Linked DNA regions of Callithrix jacchus: regions 2 and 3 are each linked to region 1. The links are chromatin contacts, called in public Hi-C maps. All regions are on one chromosome and are shown on one strand. The core of a region is the stretch at or near the end of the contact, and the rest is flanking DNA. Distances in the headings are between cores, read along the strand shown.

Region 1 (4,595 bases), core at 789-3,288:
AACCACCTGGGAAGGAGGTGACCCCATCTCCAACCCCTTTTCATTGTGATTTCAGCAGCTCTGGTGGCAGGGTCCAGGCAATTCTTAAGTAGGCAGGACTGAGAATTTCTGGATTAGAGCACGTCCAAAAGCTGATTGTCAGAAGGGAGCAAAGTAAGTGAAGCAATGAAAAGGAATTCCTCAGCCATTTCAGACACACAGGCCTTGAACCACTGTACTCACCTGTCTGCCTAACTTGCCTATTTCCCCCCAGGGCCAAGCCCCCTTTAGGATCAGGGTGAGGCTCCCATCAAGACAATCAGCACTTTCCCAACCAACTGCAGGGACACATGTAGTTTTCTGACTGAAAGGAGGAGAGCAGGAAGTCTGGGTCCCTACACACTATGGAGGCACTGGGCCAGATATGTGGCGGTCCCACCATTTTTCCTATGCCTCCCCCACACAGTGGGGCGGCCCCTGCAGCAGGGAAGGGACGAGCGAGGCCCCAACCACATCTAACAAGATGGCCGCGTTGTCTGCCTGCCTGGCTGATGCCAGCGCCAGCCGCTAGCTCCCGACATGCGGGACTTGAAGCATCTGCCAGACTGATGCTGGCTTTTGATCAGTACCATGTTGAGCCAGAGACCTGCAGGGAAACGGCCAGGCTCCCTGCAGTCGACTAGCAGGAATCTTTCTTGCAAACTTGAGAGAGGTGCTTGAAGAATTTGAGCACAGATTTAAAAGTGAGGTGCAGGCAGGGGGAAGGGGAATGGAGGACCGCTTGACAGAGGCTGTCTTTTCAAGGCCAGGTTATTCTGTCTCCGCTAAGGGAGAAGACAGACACCCTTTTCTGGCTGGTGGTTGGAGCAGGATTTCTGGGCTCCCTTAGAACATTTTGCTGCTCTGCCCTGGGGGTCAGAGGGAGTCATTTAGCTTCAGCTCACGAATCTGTAAAACCCTGAAACCACCAGGATGGGTCCCTAGTCTCCCTCGTGTCCGGCTCCAGGGTGTGGCAGTAAAACCGCAGCAGGGCCGTTTACAAGACACTTGATTCCAGCCAGTCCACTCGCCAGAAGGCCTGCAGGGCTCCTGTCTTCTAATGGGTCCTCTGGGGCCTGGACTGCTGTCCTTAGGAAACCCAGTCTACATCCTTGGCCCCTAAAAACTGTGTGCTAAGACGGGTAGCCCCCTCCTCTTCTGCCCCCTTCCTGGGACACCAGGCCAAGTGGCAAGCAGAGGTCCAGCCCAAGAAGCACTGTGTTTTGTGTCTGACAATAGCGGCCTACGTGACTTGAAGGACTCTGCTCTTAGTATACCAAATGCACACCAGTTTTGCTTATTTGCTCTAACCTTCAAAGAACCCAGAGGTCCCTTCCTAGTTCAACAAATAAATCCAGTTCCACTCTAGCGGGCCTCCTGGACAAAGTTCCATTGTTACGCCTTCCCTAAATGTCCACGGCTCGCTCCCTCTCGGGCACACTAGCCCCACGCCTGTTCACCCTTCTTTCGTTTTGGGATAAATCAGCCTCCTTTTTTGTTTTGTTTTGTTTTGCTTTAATTCTTTCAAAGGGTAAGGAACGTTGACACCCCCTGAAACATGCCTCTGATGTCTGGTTAGACTTCAGACGGCTGTATTTGAACGTGCGCTGACGCAATCGGGCAGATTGGGTTAAACCAAATATTACAATTGCAAGAACTCATCTGGAACTAATAATTTTGAGGCCACCGAAAGTAAAAGGGCCCTGCTTTGGGGCTGGCCAGCGGCGGAGGCCAGCTCGGGCCAATGCTGCCACCTGCCGAGGGCGCCGGGAACAGGGCGCGCCGCCCCGGCCTTCCTGTTTTGTTCTGGCCCCGCTCACCGGCTCCCACGCAGACAGGTTCGCCAGCCAGCCAGACCAGGGCTATTTTAAAAGGCTAGCGCCTCTTCCCAGTCCGTGGTGTAAAGATAGCTGGTCTGGCTGTCCCGTGTCTTCGCTGGAAAGCAAGACAACTTCCCAATTATAGAGCCGGGGCTGGCTGCAAAGGCAGTTGCAGTTGGAGCGCGATTAAACATGTGCCCCGTGGATTACACAGATCATGTGTCAGTGGCTCGCCTAGGAGGAAGGCTCGTTTAAGTTTAAGATTTTTATTTTGCGGGGGATGAAGGGGACGTACAACTCCGGGTTATGTCGGCGCATTGCTGAACTGCGAGTCACATGCCAGATCCAGAAATGATGAAAACATCTGTTTTTGCTTTAGACCAGCGAGGCTCTGGCGGTGGGGAGGGGCGCGGGAGGGACGGGAATGGCTTTGCTCACCAGCACCATCTGCTGAGCCTGCTGTGGAAACGCGTGCGTCCCCAGCACAATGCAGGTTGCCGCTCGCCCCGGGAAGGGGGAGATCAACAGGTGGGGGTCTCAGCCCGCGCGATCACTCTCCATGGAGAACAGCCCCGATTGTGCCCTGGGGACTGTGCAATTCCGTATTGTCTCGGAGTGTTCACAACAAAGAGCTTTGTCCCTGGGGACAGTCCGAGGGCAGAGGAGGAGGAGAGAGAAGCAGCAAATGAATTCCCAGGTTGGGAAGGCAGGAGGTAAAGGGGGAGGGGAGTAGCTCCTTGGTGGTTTGCAGACAGTAAAATTTTGCTGTTCTTTCTGGCTGAAGTCTACCAGAACAAAGGAACCACGTCTCTAGGAAAACTCCCAGCTGCACTTCCCCCCACCGTCCCTCTTGCCTGCGATGGTAGCTTTTGCTCAGCATGTCTGAGAATGTTCCAGTATTCACCGAGACCATTCTGGTCAGGCAGGGTTTGACCAGCCCTTCAACACGCAGTCCTCTCAGCCTCAGACCCCAGCGCTGGGATGGTTCTGAATCCGAGCCATACTGACAGCCTAGCCAACTGCATTCTTTCGATGCACAGCAAATATTTACTGCCTGCCTGCTAGGTGCCCGGAACTCACTCAGCACAACTATTTGTCATACGGTTTAAAAAACAATACAAATATGTCAGAGGAAATGTATGCTTAGTGTCAAGTGCGTGTTTGAGACAATGACATCTCTGAGTTCAGAGGAAAAGTGAGGATTGCAGACTTCCAATCTACCTTTCCTCGGTATTGGGGCAATTCTGAGAAGCTGGATTTCTCCAGTTATGGGCTGTGTAGTCAAATCCCCTGAGTAACCGATTTTAATCAACCTGCTTCAGCTCTGACCTCCAGCCCTCTGGCGTTAAGGATAAATCCTCTACCGTTCCCATCCAAACGGCATCCATTACTCACAATCAGAATTGGGTGGGGACCTAGACTCCACTCCCAGGCATCTCCTCTGGGCCAGGTACAAAATTCTGAGATGCAACCAGATGAACAGTGCTTCCCAACAGCACACAGAGAGGTTAATCCAAGGGAGAAAAATTTGGGTCAAATGAAAAGATCAAGGCTTGCAGACCTCATTAAGCACACTGCCTCCCTTTACACGCAGCTGTGGGACACACCCTCAGCTCTCTGCTGCCCACATCTGAAGTTCCCAGAAGAGCAAATGCTGCTGATCCCCATGGAAGTTAGTCTCTTCTGTAGGCTCATTTTTGCCCACTTACCTATAAACTCCCAAGTTCAAAAAGGAAAGGGATGCCCTCCCTTGGAGCCCAATCTGTCCCTTTTTCCATTTCACCACTAAATAAGTATAGAAAGAGCTGCTGTTTGAGTGGGTCTGGGAACTTAACACTGTCTACAGGATGAGTCCAAAAAAACCTCCTTCCTATTTTACAGCTGGACAAAAAATAAGAACTAGCCTGATTCTCACAGATCTTGCCACCAGCTATATCCCCAGTGGCCACATTCGTTTCCATAGGACTCACATTCTTAAATTATTAGGGCGCAAACGAATCCTCAAAGCCATCTACAAGCCGGCCGGTCACCTGCAGCTGCTCTGCTCTGGTGTTGAAAGATTACTACTTCAGGGGAACAATGCAAATCAATACAATCAACATCACTTTCTGTTTCAGGCTCAGAAGATTAGAACATGAGACATCATTTTAATCTGGTTTTGTATTGGTCTGATGTGGAGAATTTCTGATGAATTTTCTTTGTTAGATAAACTGAGGAAACCTGGTCACTGACCCATGTTTCTTTTCTGGACTGTTCTTGACAGCTTTCCTCCGTTCTATCTGGGTTTGCAACAGGTCCGTGTTTGAATCTACTGAGGGCTGAAATTTTTCGTGCTGCATTGACAACTCTGAGGCCAGAATTTAGGGTGTTTTGTCAACATTCAGCAAAATAAAATCTCTGAACTAGGCTCCAGCAAGAGGGTAGGAAAACTGCAGATGAAAAAAAATATGTGGCATGAAAGTAAACATTCGTGATTTTTGTGTTTTACCAGGCCTAGGATGCCAACCTCCAAAACTATTTTTCCAAGCCTATGTAAGACTCTCTTTTTCCTCATTATAAAAATGATTTCTGTTGCTCCACTTCACTCCATACATCTTGGCGTGATTCTCTTCACACAGAGAAATAACCTTTGTTCAAAGCTGTGCTCTCCTAAGCCGTGCTGAATTCTGCAAGATCACTCTCCACATCCAAGATTAGCACCTCCTTTCCAGCTCCAAATAGACTATAATCCAAAAGCTGCTCTTTTAAATAGAGGTT
Region 2 (4,595 bases), core at 945-3,444, 820 kb before region 1:
AGAGGGTTTCACCATGTTGGCCAGACTGGTCTCAAACTCCTGGCCTCAAAGGATTTGTTCCCCCCACTCCTCTTGTCCAGCTTCTCCCAAAGTGCTGGCATTTCAGGTGTGAGCCACTGTGCCTGGCCTCGGCATTCATTTTTATTCACAACTACACACCAAGTGATTGTTCTTCTTGTGTTTTAAGCCTTCTCCTTTTAAGCCCTGGGCCTGACCTGTCTGTTTACCCACTCACTGACCTTGCTTTAAGCCTCTCAGATTAGATTGGACTGACACCCCAGTGACTCTGAGTACCAAGAACAGGTAGAAACCTGATTTTGATTTCTTTTTGCTTGCCTTATGTGATACTGCTAGTTTGTGTCAGTGTATTCGTCCTAAACATTCTTTCATTAAGGAGCCTTTAATGACTCCTCATTTCCATAGCCAACATTTTACACTCTTGATCCTACCTTCTGATCCCAGTCTGCATTCTAGCCTTATATCCCTCTGCCGTGCAGCAAAGCACCTCAGTGCCAGCCATGATGGATTATTCCCTGGCTCCAACACATTCCTGCTTGTGTGTAAGTTACTTTATGCCTCAAATATGCTTCATTCCTCCTTTGCCTTTGAAAATTGTCCCATCTCCCCAGCTCCTTTCCCCCACCCCCACCACCTTGAGATGGTTCATTGCTTAGTCACCCAGGCTGGAGTGCAGTGGCTTGATCATAGCTCATTGCAGCCTCAAACTCCAGAGCTCAAGCGATCCTCCTGCCTCAGCCTCCCAAGTAGCTGGGACTACAGATGCTCACCCCCACAATGGGCTAATTTTTATCATTTTTTTGTAGAGATGGGGGTCTTGCATGTTGCTCAGACTGGTCTAGAACTGGCCTCAAGCAAACCTTTTGCCTCAGCCTCCTTAGTGGCTGGGGTTACAGTGCCTGGTTAACTCCTATTCACTGTTCAAGACCCAGACAAGGCCTCTCACTGTTGAGAAGCAGAGTCTCTGATTGTCTTTTGCACAGGCTGAAGTGATGACCTCCATTCTTAACATTCTTAAGCCAGTTGTGTAATTTGCACATAGCTCTTTGCCATACGCTATGGCAATGATTTCTCTATGTGTTCTCCACTAGTCTATATGCATTCTGAGATCAGAAAGCATGCCTCTTTTATGTTATCCTGAACATCCAGGACAATGACTGGCGTTATCATACATGTCTCATTATTGTTTTTGGAATAAATACATGGATCGGTTTTAACTCCACTTGCTGTATGTTTTGAAAACAAAATTAATTTTACAGTGGTAAGGACAGATAACACTGAAAGTATCACTAAGATGGCAGTTTTTGATATGAGACACTTTAAAAGTTAGCCCGGCACTGTCATGCACATCTGTCGTCCCAGCTACTGGGGAGGCTGAGGTGAGAGGATCATTTGAGCCCAGGAGGTTGAGGCTGCAGTGAGTTTTGATTGTGCCACTGTACTCCAGTCTTGGTGACAGAGCAAGACCTTAACACACACACACACACACACACACACACACAAAATAAAAAAGAAAAGAAAAAAAAATTATACCCAGCAGAAAAGTGAAGAGGACCATTTAAAGTAGAGAACTCTTTACTGCTCTACTTTAAAGTAGAGCAGGCCATTTAGCGACTAGGAGAAAATCTCGTGTGTATTAATGAAAGAGGATCTTGTAGGAAATGACAGGTAGTCATACCCAGATCCTAAAGAACTCTGTCTGCTGTACTAAGAATTTCAGACTTTATTCTGTGATCAATAGAGGGACTACTAACCACATAAGTTTTCTAAGTGGTGGAGTGTCACGGTTGGATTTAACTGGTGAGTAACTCTGCGCTTGTGTTTTTGCTCTCTTTCTCCTTTTAAAGATATTGTGCATGGGTGTTCTGGGAAGAGCTTGTCATCCTGTACGCCAGCCTCCTGGCGGACAGGGTTGCTCTGAGACAGCGCGGGCAGTGTTCTCCTCCTGGCTGGGCCACTGGAGGTCAGTGTTGCACCATAGATGTGTTCACAAAGCACCGTGATGCCATTTCTAAGTTGGCTTCTGCCAAGAGTGAATTCGCCATCCCCTGGGCAGCTTGGAAGTTCCCTAGTGCAGACATCTCCCTGTCTCCAGGGATTGGCCTGGTCACATTATGTGGTTGAGGGAGAGCTTTGTCTGAGCAAGAGGGAGAGAGACTGGAAAGCCTTGTGCTGAGAGGGCTGAGGCAGTCATCAAATACGGGAAATTTCGTGTGGTCTGGATTGCATTATCCTGCGTCTGGAATGGGAGAAGCTGGATGCCCCTTTGGGTCAAGGCAACTTTTCTCCTGCCACTTTCTGGTTTGAATCTGGTTGAGGTTAGGGAAGGTTATTATTGTCTTCTGAGTCCCTAGAGATCAAAGATACAAAATGTGTTAGGTGTCTCAGGCTCCCTCCTAGAGGCAGGTCTGGAGATTGGAGGAGGCCTTCCTAGTTCTGCAGGGCTCTGACAACAAAACTACATAGAAAAGGGGAACGGAAACAGCAGCTCACTCGTTAAACACACCCGCTTACCAGTGACCCGTACCCAGAGCAGACTTTGATTGAGGTGTCCAAGAGAACCGTACAGAAGACCAGGAACTGACATTTTTAGTGAGAAACTCTGTGTGCCAGGCGTTTCTGTATATTTTCACATTCAGCTCTCACGATACATGCGTGCAGTGGGTATTATTTTTTGCTCATTTGCTATTTGAAGAAACTGAGGTATAGAGCCGACACTTGAACCATAAGTCTTCTAAAGTACAAAGAGCAAAGATAGCAAGATGACTGCCGGTGGGTACCTTTTTTAGAACCTACCTGAGCTTGAAAACTTGGCTTGAGTCATGCAGGAGAACAGAGCTCTGGCCATGCGACTTAGCTAATAACTCATTTTACATTGCTTGAGAGTAACTTCTTCCTAGTAAGTCATAATCTCTTTAGGCCCGAAACACTTCTACACATATTAACTAATTTGTTCCTTGTAGTAAGTATCTTATCCCCAGTTTTTTAGATAAAGAATCTGAGACTTCGAGAATGTGATTTGCCTAAGATCACATAGTTAATGGTGAGATCAAACTCAGATCCTTCTTACTTCAAATGGGGCACTCTCTGCATGACCCATACCTCTAGGTAAATCTTGCATGATAAAAAGATATTGTCTTATAGCCTAGTTAGAAATAAAATGTACTTCCAATTTTGGTAGCACAACATTTTATTTTTAGAGATGAGGAAATTTCAACCCAGAACAATTAAGTTCCTTGCCCAAAGTTCATACAGCTCTGGGATGAATAATATTATCTTCCCAAGATTCCCAGATTTAGCAAATAAAAAGGCAGAACTATTAGAATTCCTAGTATCGCACGGGCCCTAATTATACTAAAAAAATACTCATTGTTTATCTGAAATTCAAATTTAACTGGACATCCTGTATTTTATCTGACAACCCTATTCTAAATCCAAAGAAGAAAAGCTAAGTTCACTGTTCTTTTGGACATGTTTGAGTTTTGGAAATGCAAATATTTTGAGAAAAGCACTTTGAGCACTCTAAAAAAATGGAAAGACTTTCTATTATTTTATTCTGGCATTGCTAACAATGACCTTTCTGAGCTGTGCTTGCCCCGCTACACCTAATGGATTCATTTTTAAGTACATCCTATGAAAAAAAAAATTGCAAAGCAGTTTTGCAAAATACAAAGAGCTTCAGGACAATTATAAAAGAAAGCAGCCCAGTTAATCATCCCAATTACTCAAGGGAAACCAAATCATGGAAAGAAATCCCCGAAGTACATGGAGTAGAATATCCTTCCTATGCACACCTTTAATCAAGATTCAAAAGGAAGACAGCTAGTTCCCTTTGGAAACTATTATGTAATGAAATCAACCCTGTTTTGTACTCCCAGACTAATTACTGAATTTATTCTTTTTACTCAATTTATTTCCAGGTATTTGGACATTTTTCATTGATATTCTTCATTATTTCACTAAAACAAACAAAAATAAATAAATAATAGTATTTTGACCTCACCAGGTACAAGAGTGTTGACTTTAGAGCCAGTATTAAAAATTTAAATATTAAGGAAGTTTCATACTTAAATATGTCCATAGTTAAATATAAAGGAATATAAATTTTAAATTTTAGTTAAATATAAAGAAATATAAATGTTTTGGTCTATTATGTTATATTATGTATTACATATCAGTGTAGGTCCAGGTCTCATAAATATAAAGCTCTGTGTACGTATGGGGACCTTTAGTCATTCTGAAAAGAACAGACTGCTGGTTCTTAAAGTTGCATGTTAATAAAGTGGACAATAATGCATGTATGGCGAGGAGATACCTGAACCATCCTTACACCTGTTAGGATGGCTATAATCAAAAAGTGTTGGTGTGATGTGGAGAAAAGAGAACCCTTGTATACTATTGGTGAGAATTTAAATTTGTACCGTTATTATGGAAAACAGCATGAAGTTTTCTAAAAAAAAATATAAAAAAATAGAACTACCGTATGATCCAGCAATCCTCCATCTGCCATCAAAGGCAATAAAATCAGTTTCTTGAAGAGATATCTGCACCCTCATGTTCATTGAAGCATTATTCAT
Region 3 (4,595 bases), core at 1,397-3,896, 530 kb before region 1:
GGCGGATAACCTGAGGTCAAGAGTTCGAGACCAGTGTGACCAACATGGTGAAACCCCGTCTCTACTAAAAATACAAAATTAGCCAGATGTGGTAGCTCATGCCTGTAATTCCAGCTACTCAGGAGGCTGAGGCAGGAGAATCACTTGAACCCGGGAGGCAGAGGTTGTGGTGAGCCAAGATCATGCCATTGAACTCCAGCCTGGGTAACAAGAGTGAAACTCTATCTCAAAATAAATAATAATGAATACATAAATTGTTATTAATTTTAATCAATTTTATTACTAAGCCTCATATTGAATCTCTCAAATTCTTTCCAATTTATCCAGTCATTCAGTTATTACAATTTTCTGTGCCTGTCTTGAAGTGAAAACAGTAGGGCAACTTTGTTACAAATTATCCTTTGTGTAATTTTTCACCTGGGAAGTGGGATGTAAATGCAAAAAATATTAGTCTTGGTAGAAAGGCTTTGTTAGAGGAATCCAAGATGTTTCCATTTCCATTTTTAAAGCTCCATTTGCCAAGGTAGTGAAACAAAGTGGGTGACTTTAACTTAAAGGTGTTTCCCAATGATGGGCACTCTGATAGGATTGATGTGTTGCTGGAGATTTCTACCTTCCGAGTGGGATCTCCCTTGTTTTCTGCAGGAGAGACATGGTAGAAAGAGACAGCAGGAACTGAAAAGGTAAATGTCACAACATCCAGCCTGCCATAGTTTGAAATCACACATGGATTTAACAGATTGCAAAGTGTCATCGTAATACAATTCATGTAATTCATTAAACCGCATTTACATGAAAAGTAAATGATACCCTCCTATTTAACAATTAATTGAACAAGTGGTATTATATTGAATTGAAACACTTAAACTTGACTTTTATTGAATAAATACAGCCAATACAGGACAGAAAAAAAAAAAACCTCAAAATGGATCTGAAATTGACCTTAGATGACTCTTCCAGGCTGCTAACAGTGTGTGCAAGGAGTGTCTCCTTTCTTCTGAGGGCTGGGGAGAGACTTATTGCTGACGAAGTGCACCTGCAGCTTTGAATGGCTGCTCCAGGGCGGGGAGGGGGCACAAGGCATGAACTCAGTGATCTCAAGAGTAAGACTGCCATAGTTAACAAATGAAAATATGACACACAAAGGATCTGAGACATACTACACTAAAAAAGAATTATTTCTTGTTTATTCAAAATGCAAAATGAACTGGGTAGTTCTGTTTTTATCTGGCAACTCTACTTAGGAGATGTGGGGAGAGGTATCTAGGAGACCATTAAAAAGCGGAAAAAAAGGAGTCTCCTGGCTGGTGAGTGAACATTATAATAAAGACAACAAAGACATGAGCATCGTTCCTGTGCCATGTATTTGGAATAAGATTTGTATAGGAATTCTAAGGGGCAAAGTCAATGTCAGGGAGGACTCTAGAAAAAATCAGAACTTAGTTTTGAAGGAAACCAGAAATTTCCCCAAAAAGATGATGGTGGGTGTTGAGGCATGGCATTTCAGGCAAAAAAAAAAAAATGTCCAAAGTTACGGAGTAGTCAAACAACGGCAGTGTCCTTCTCCGTGAAGCCTTTCCGGTCACATCCAGAGGGAATGCACCTTGCCTTTCTCTGTTCTGTCCTCACGCTTTGTTGGAGCCTAAATCACATAGCCCTTATACTTTCTACTGCTGGGACAACTGTGATGTGGAGCCCCATAGAGCTGGCAAGTGGCAGGTAGCTCTTGGAAAAGACTCCAGACTTGTCTACTGTCCTAGTAGAGCAGCAAACCCAGATGCTTTTTGCAGAATATTGATTGAGAGCAAACACATCAAATGTTTCAGCGATTTTTCAAGCAAAGCAACATTTTGCTACAGTGTATGTATATGTACTTAAGTAAACACTGAAAATTGATTTATATACATCAGAGCTTAGGCATCTACTTCCCATGAGAGAGGTAACAACATGAAAGTAAACCAAATGGAAAAATAAATAATATTCTTTGCATTCCCTGCTGCTTAAGTGGATGAGGGAAGTTTCTCTATTGCATATCTCAGCAGTCTACTGCTTTTGCATGTTATCTTTTGGAGGAGAGAGGTTGTCTCATATCTTGTGTGTACTGCTTTCATTCTAGGTTTTAGAATCAGCTGCTCAAAATTCCTCAACTTATGATGTTGTGTAAGTAGATAAGTAGGAGCCTGCTTTTTGTCTCTTTTGGCCACAGAAACTGAAGAACCTTGGATATTTATTGGAGGGGAGCTTTTCTCCCTTCTTCCCCCAGTGATATGCTTTGGAGGCAAACTTATGCAGGGATAGGAGCATGAAGACAGTACCTTCTGCTAGTTTAATGTGGAGATAACATTTCCTTTTTTTTTTTGTTTAAAAATATTGATTTTCAAAGATATACTAACTGGAATAGGTGAGGTTTTTGTTGTGAATTTTCTGTTTTCATTCTGTTGCTTGGGAGGGGGAGGAGAGACCATTTGAAGAATTATACCTGGCTTATCAGCTATCTTAGGGTTCAAAGTGGTTTGAGCCTTTCAGCTGTAGGAACTCTAATATTGCTCCTGAAGTTAATGTTACGTATTGTTTTTCTCTTTCATTTTCCTTGCGCATTTCCTAAAGTTCGGAAGTCCTTGACCAACCCAGGATTTTACCTAGATCTCTGATGACCTACCTTGGTTTTTCTTTACCTGAGAATTGCCTGTATATGGTTCCATGCTCCCTCTGTGCAGTTTGTCTTTTTCAGGACTGTGAGGACAACATGGTCACCTTTACTTTGCTTGGCTGTGGTTTGGGGTGGCATTAACACCAGGATTTCTTTCAGGACCCACTGAGGGTTGGTTTCTGCTCTCCTGCGCCACCTGCTGTCACCAACTCCAAATGCAGACTCGCCAGTCACCAGCCCAGGGCTCCCAGCCCCAGCCAGAGTCCAAACCTCAGACCAACCAGATGTTACTTAGCCTGCCAGATTTCTGTCTGGGCCTTATCTGTACCGCCTTTACTGGCTCACTAGATCAGAATCCCAAATGTCCCCGGATGACTCGCCTCAAGTCACGCAGACCCTGAGCTCTTTGGCTAGAAAGAGGGAGCCTGTTTGATTGGGGGTTGCTGACCAGCGGTTCCTGCCAGCTTTCTGAATGTGTGGCCAGTGGAGGCCGGCCTCTCCTTAGCAGTAAAAAAAGTAGATGGATTTCTTTAGAAATGTCAACAGACACATGACACTGATCCTTTAAGGGACTCCCCAACGTGTTCCCTGACTGGGCTTAGTTTCTCCCAAGTTGCTCAGAAATGGGAATCTTTGCCTTTTGCTTTTGAGCACGCTGGACTTTTCTGCAAACTCACAAAAGTTGGTAATTCTAACCAAGGAGCCCCAAGAAAGTGGGGTGCTGCTTTCTATTAGTTAAATTAAGTACCTCCGTTATTCTCTGTTTTACGTTGAAGATCTCTTGATGGCAGGGACTTACACATTTGCTCCCTCTCCATCGCACACAGCCTGGCACACATAGGTGCTTCACACATCCTATTAAAAGGAGCAGACCCTATCTGGTCAAAATCCTTCTTGGAAGTTCTTTTCTATTTGTCTGTTAAAAGAAAAAAAATGTCAGAGTTGAGCCTGTGAAAGTTTATTCCTGACTTAAGACCGAAAAAATAAAGCTACCCCAGAGAGAAAAACGATGAAGAGCGAGTGCTGTGATTTCTATGATCACTCTGATAAGAATCAGGATAGTGACCAGCCGTGGTCTCCCAAGGTGTGAAAAAAGAAAAGCATATGCATGCAGGAGAGAACTGAGTTAGATATGAGATAGAACTTCCTGAGAGCAGAGGTTATGGGGTCCCCTTACAAAAACTGAGTTAGATATGAGATAGAACTTCCTGAGAGCAGAGGTTATGGGGTCCCCTTACAAAATAAAAATGGGGGTTTATGTTAGTAAATATTCTGGAGAGAGGTACACAAACATTCAGTTCAATAAATGCTTATTAAACTCCTGCATCATGCCAGCACTGTATTATATGCTGGAGTTAAAAAGAGTATATAGTACCTGGCCGCCAAGAAGAAAGACAAACAAGCAGGCAATTTCAATATAATTTTCTGATTGCTAAGAGAGAAGTGTGCCCAGGGTTTTGTGGGAGAATATGAAGGGGCACTAATTCAAGCTGTGTAGTCAGGGAAGGCTTCCTGGAGGAGGTGGTGCTTGTACTGAATCTTACTATTGGGTGGGTGATATCTAGAGGAATAAATGCAGTCAGCATATTCCAGCAAAGGTGGAAAGCTAGACTAGCTGATGTACAAACATCCTCAGATCATAGAAACTCCTTTCAGTCCTTTGGGATTGAGTCATCTGGGAAATGCTGCTGTCCCATAGGAAATGTCTTATAAGCCTGGCAGCCTAAAGGGGCTCCGTTTTCTGTTCCATGTACAGCTTGTCACCTTGCTGGCACAGCCTCTTGTAAATTTAGGAGGGAAAGAGTAAAAGAAGGAATCCTATCTGCATCCAAGGGTCATGGTCCATGAAGCAGCCTCGGTGCTCTAACATTCAGGGAGCTGCAGAACTGGTGTTTGATGCATCAGATCTGATACATTTGGGTTCAAAGAGAATAAACCAACTAGT

What was found. Hi-C and Micro-C count contacts between places; a contact is called where the count stands out from the background.
Region 2: a Hi-C map of skeletal muscle shows a contact between it and region 1, with 7 times the contacts expected there. The contact joins two enhancer-like sites. A contact is called at or near these places in 3 of 3 Hi-C or Micro-C datasets (induced pluripotent stem cells and skeletal muscle).
Region 3: a contact with region 1 is called in a Hi-C map of skeletal muscle, with 14 times the contacts expected there. The contact joins two enhancer-like sites. A contact is called at or near these places in 2 of 3 Hi-C or Micro-C datasets (both in skeletal muscle).

Annotation. Positions count from the first base shown.
Region 1 is chr10:21,310,269-21,314,863 of calJac240_pri, reverse strand. No RefSeq gene overlaps it. Among named protein-coding and RNA genes, the nearest start is that of SORL1, 190 kb to the right of the region's middle. Within about 2 kb of position 2,038, at least 13 of the 16 cell types and tissues checked have an H3K27ac peak or open chromatin away from gene starts, as enhancers often do. A contact at or near this core is called in skeletal muscle, where this site is marked.
Region 2 is chr10:22,129,405-22,133,999 of calJac240_pri, reverse strand. No RefSeq gene overlaps it. Among named protein-coding and RNA genes, the nearest start is that of UBASH3B, 150 kb to the left of the region's middle. Within about 2 kb of position 2,194, at least 2 of the 16 cell types and tissues checked have an H3K27ac peak or open chromatin away from gene starts, as enhancers often do. A contact at or near this core is called in skeletal muscle, where this site is marked.
Region 3 is chr10:21,837,747-21,842,341 of calJac240_pri, reverse strand. All of the region lies in intron 2 of LOC108593745 (a long non-coding RNA gene), which reads left to right. Among named protein-coding and RNA genes, the nearest start is that of BLID, 99 kb to the right of the region's middle. Within about 2 kb of position 2,646, at least 4 of the 16 cell types and tissues checked have an H3K27ac peak or open chromatin away from gene starts, as enhancers often do. A contact at or near this core is called in skeletal muscle, where this site is marked.